Regions from separate parts of the Zea mays genome. Here region 2 is linked to region 1. A link is a contact called in public Hi-C data. All regions are on one chromosome and are shown on one strand. Each heading gives the region's core, a stretch centred on a gene start, on an enhancer-like site or on the middle of the called end of the contact. The rest is flanking DNA. Distances are from core to core; before and after follow the strand shown. Region 1 holds the start of LOC100192590. Region 2 holds the start of LOC100191898.

Region 1 (2,626 bases), core at 96-2,595:
CATCTCAATCAATGTTGCGTTGTATGTCCTATTGTAGATTATCATAATCCATTTGAATAGACATAAAACCAAAAACTAAAACGACTACTATTTTGGAACAGAGGGAGTATATTATATTATAGTGCCATTCAGACACCAGAAAACTCAAGGACAAGTTCGCCAAGGGGCATAGCAAACCGATTGTACTGAGATACTGTTTATCGATCACACTGAAACACGAAAGTGCAATAACCACCAGCCTTATGTAAGACTTTGCAACTTATATACAAATTTACTGAGAGCTAAAGCGACTTTGTTGATGGCATAATGTAGCCAAATGACACTAATCATAGAACCCTGCCGAGCATGACCACATAGGCTCAGACCTTCGAGCCATCATCGACTTGAGCAGCATAAATCTGGCCATATTCTCCCTTGCCGTCATCCTCGTCAAGGTAGTCAGCCCTTGCATTGAGGGCCAGCATCTGGCAAACAAGCCAGAAGAGAGCAGCGTCAAGGGCGAGGAAAGCGGCGCCGCCGAACAGGCCGGTCTTGGCAGTAGGGCACTGGTAGTCCATGTCGTGGTGGATGTTCTTGCTGCGGTGAAGACCCTCGGTGACAGTTGCCCACAGCGACATTGCAAGAGCCAGGGCTGAGACAAGCCTGATTTCACATAAAGGGGAACAGAATCAACAATGTGCATCTTTATTACTACAAAAAAAAGAGTAAGTGCAGAAAATAGCATGGTGCACACACAGTGTACTCACTCAAAAAAGTTGTACAGTGGCACTAATGGAACCAAAAATATTGGCACCTCATAGCGAAATCATCAGTGTAAAAAAATCATGAGGCAAGATTTAAGTGTGATTATTAACGCCGATTAACATGATAAATATAGTTAGTTCTCTGTGATCTTCTAGAGGGGAAATTCTAAATATTAGCATTACAGAACAAATTAAAAGATTCCAGGTCCAGGAAAGAGAACAATTCTGGAGTGCAAAACTTAGATGGGTCAGATTGCAGCTCAGTATCCCAAATGATAGAAGGGCCAGACAAGTGAACCACACAAAAGAAAACATAAGAACACAGGGCATATTGTTTCCAGAGCACATGGGACTCTGAAAAGTCATATAGCTGAAAGGATACTCACTCAGCAACAACAAAGAACACTGTCAAGCTGGTGCTTTGAAACAGCGCTCCACGAGGAACTGACTTGCCCGAGTATGGAAAGAAGATGGCAACATGGCCTACGATGGCAGCTACCACAAGTGCCACAATGGACAGGCTCCCCATCGCAAGAGTCGGATCACTTGGAAACGTGCAGATGACGACATCCTTTCCTAGGATAGGAGTCCCGGAAGCAGGCTGCAGCAAAGACGGTGTAAAAGTTACAAGCATGGTTATAAAAAATCATAGCGACTAATATTGGTTGAAATCGTAAGTTATGTGCTGTGTCATAACTATATGACATTTTTCCTATAGAGGTACTAGAGAAATTTGTTATTTTGCTACTCTCAATTTTGGTTGTCTGTTATTATGTCATCCCTTGTCTATGACTGGTTGGACCATCTGTGTCTCTGATTTGTGGGTCCGATGGTATAATGACGAAGCCCACATATGATAATGGCAAAATTGCCAATGGCTCGTACCATGGTTCTGATGCAAAATTTGATGATGAAGAAAAAAACTAGTGTAAGGAGAAACAAGAAAGAGAAATACCTGCAGCTATTCACATGGCGATTTCTCTATTTTGTTTCCCCTTACATTTTGCAGAGAGCATTTTGCAAAGAGGCTGCGTCGAATGCAGGACCTTTGGCTGAATGGGAAGGCTTCCCACCACTATGCCAAAACCCATCCTCCTCTTGCATAAATTTATACTAAAATGAAATTGGGGATCTTTACCCTCATTTTCATTTTTTTAATGCAAAGATGTGCAGCTCTCCAACATGTTTGTGTTCTAGAAAAAAGTCTTTGCCATCCATATTGTTGGATGCTACCGGGCGTTGGTACCACGGTAGCACCGGAGATGTTCTCAAAGTAAACTAGATGCAATACAGTCCTAAGTGTGGACTAAGAAATCGCAGTAACTGTTACTAGCAGCAACTATGATAAAGTATAAGTGCCAAACTGCCAACACAAAACTTAAGGTTGTGGGAGAAAAAAATTGTCTCTGTTTTGTTTCTCCTTGCGCAACTTTCTGTTCAACTTAAAGTTTTGCATGACGATAGATGCCTGCGTGCTATATCCATCCATCCATATCTTTGGATGATTTTTTTGTGCAAATTTACGGGTGTCACCATGCGTTGGTAACACTGCATATATTCTCAAAGTAATCTTTTCTCCCCAAAAATTGCTGACAGGGCATCTGCCAAGCAAATATATTAATAGAAGAGAGAAATATTCTCAAGTAATTTAGTCCATCTCCAACCCCCGCCACACACACACACACACAATTCTCCCTCTATCTGTACTTTCTATTATATTTACTACATCAGCTTAAAAGATACTCCCCCACATCCAAGACAGTCTCCCCATATATACTATAATTCAGTTATTTGACTTTTTTCATCTTTTTGAAGTTTAAAAAAATCATAGACTATTTGTATTGCCTAATACACATTGTTTTTAGGTTACCGTAATTAAAAGA
Region 2 (2,626 bases), core at 92-2,591, 310 kb after region 1:
TCTCCCTACACCCTTTCGGTTGCAAGGGGATTAGAGGAGATTAAATCCCCTTCTATACAATTTTAAATAGAAAAAAAAGTAATCCCCTCCAATCCCCTCAATCCACCCCTAACCAAACAAGCTCTAAGAACTTGTTCATTTAGGCCATCTCAAACCACATGGGATATCCACGCACTCTCGCTGCCACTCAGTCCCCTTGTGGGTTTAACTCGTTGCCACTGCATCACCGTATATCTGTGTCATCTCGCGTGTCGCTAGTTTGTGAGACATGAGTTTCTTCCATGTTGGACTCGTCGGTTATTTTCTGAACCGTGTGGTAAGGAAAAGTCAGAATAAAATCACGAGCATGTGTTTCTCTATGAATAGAGATTGTACCCGACCGGAATGTCCCATGTGGTTTGATTTGAGATGGCGTAAACGAACATGGCCTAAATCTCCTTTGATCTACCCTAACCAAATAAACACTAAGTGGGGGACTTGTGCATGGCAGCGTTGGATGTGGCCTAACCCTTTCGTAGGTGGGTTTTTTTTAGTACGTGCTACTAATCTCTTGTAGTGGTGTATTTTGTAACTTATTTTTGTTTTAATGAAACAAGCGTTAACGAGCATGAATCACCGCCTAAGCAAAGCTGCTTGATGGTATTTCCTTGAGCACCCTGGTCAAAACGCATCAAAACCCGGTCAAAAGCGAACCTGAGACTGATTCTTAACAGCTCACCGGGAAGAGTCGGTACACTAATCTACTACGCTGTGATTCAATAAACAAATCAGGACAAAAGACATGTACATTTGGATAGATCTCCTTAGCACTCAACGCAATAATCAAATCCAATCAGCACCTACCAAAAGGACCGCTAGTATAATAGACAGTTGCTCCATGGACCGATAAAAAAAAGTGATGAATCCCGGCCGTGAGAATGTATATTTTTTCATACAGTAACGCCAATTTCCGTCATGATTTAGAGAGTTCAACCACAAAATTGTTACCCAGAAGCAATGAGCTTATTTGTTTATAAGTGGATAAAAAGGAAAGAGAACGCCACCTGCAAGAAGAAGAAACCAGAATCCTTCAACACCGCGCTTTAATTAAATCTTTAACAGCAGAGTAGAAAGTAACTTCAAAATTAAATTGAGACGCTTCAATCTTACTGTAACGGCAACAGAATAAAACTGGATTTACTGTCCAGTGTCCAATTGTTTTTCCCCCTCTCTCTCTCCCTCATGCCGGCTTAGTAAACAAACATGGTTGAAAGCTCGAGCGCGTCGGTGTTACGAATTGAGCTGCCTCCAAACAAAAGGCAAAGATAAAAGGCAAAAGCTGGAGAGAGAGAGGGACGAGGGAGGGAGGCCATTGATAGAGACCACGAGCTGTTCTAGAAGTCACCGCGCTGCAGCCTGCAGCTCAGGGGGGCCTGTTCCCTGGATCTCGCCATCGCCATTGCCGCTGCCCCCCACCTACTACTCCTGCTCCTAGTCCTACACCCCTCCTACTCCAATCCAAGAGGTGCTTTGGATCGCATTGCTTCGTGCTAGAGTTCGGTGGTCAGCCTGCGTGTGGGACAGTGGTACTCCCTCCCTGCTTCTTGATTCGTCTCTGTGGTTGTGTTTTTAGAGCCACTGCTTTCCCCCCTTATCTTCATCTGGTAGAGTGGGTTTGATGTGGCTTCCTGCGAGAAAGATCTCACTTTGATAGTTTGATGTCTTCATGATCTGTCTGAGGTTTTTCGGCTTGATTTCGGCAGCTGATTAAGCACCCGCAGATACCACTTTTTTTTTCTTCGAGTATCCGCTCTTGTTGGACTGGATTTCTGAAGTGCTCGCAGATTGTCTGTTTATTTATATCGTGTTGCCTCCTTGTTTCTGATTATTCCAATCTTCTGGACAATTTTTTCCCTTCCGTAGAGCGCGAAAGATCTCATTTTGATCTGCTAAACAGCTGCAATTGTATCCCAATTTGCTTCAGTCTCCACCACTGGATATCTCATTGGGGTTTCTCCAAGATTTGCATCTGCATAGCGTTTGTCTCGATGCTGTTGTCTGTTCTGCATTTGCTCCTAGTGTCCGGCATTTGTCTGTCTCTTCATGCTGCTCCCATGATCTAGGCCAAAATTTGACAACTGGCCCATCCAATTGACGTCTTTTTATTTATTCTTATACATTGTCTGGCTTTATTTTCAGTTCAACTCTTTGAGGATTTGGCAACTGTATTTTAAGCATTAAGCTTCAACGCAGAATTTGAAATTGGCGGGGCTGTTGTTCAAAGAATTGGAGATGGACAGGAAGAATTGTCCTCCATCGCCATCGCCAAGATCGACCGAGAAGTCTGGAAGAGAATTGAGATCTGGGGAGGCCAATGTCAGCACAAATACCAATAGCAACCTCATCGCAAAAGGTGACAAGGAGAAAGGAGTCAATGTGCAAGTCATTCTAAGATGCAGGTGGAGAGGGCTCAGTAGTTAAAGCTTAAAAGTTCTGTCTAATTTTGTTTTTGTTATCACAATGTGTGATTTGATACATTCAGGCCGTTGAGTGATGAAGAAACAAAGTCGAATACTCCTGTGGTTATTTCGTGCAATGACCGTCGCCGGGAAGTTGCCGCCACTCAAATTATTGCCAATAAGCAGAT

What was found. Hi-C and Micro-C count contacts between places; a contact is called where the count stands out from the background.
Region 2: a contact with region 1 is called in a Hi-C map of ear, with 2.2 times the contacts expected there. The contact joins the promoter of LOC100191898 here to the promoter of LOC100192590 in region 1. A contact is called at or near these places in 2 of 25 Hi-C or Micro-C datasets (ear and endosperm).

Annotation. Positions count from the first base shown.
Region 1 is chr6:37,145,517-37,148,142 of Zm-B73-REFERENCE-NAM-5.0, forward strand. It overlaps LOC100192590, which reads right to left and starts at 1,346. Exons shown (of 2, transcript NM_001348747.1): 1 at 1,130-1,346; 2 at 146-642. The coding sequence starts at 1,272. The coding sequence ends at 360.
Region 2 is chr6:37,451,792-37,454,417 of Zm-B73-REFERENCE-NAM-5.0, forward strand. LOC100191898 reads left to right here and starts at 1,342. Exons shown (of 23, transcript NM_001360691.1): 1 at 1,342-1,565; 2 at 2,233-2,438; 3 at 2,522-2,626. The coding sequence starts at 2,272.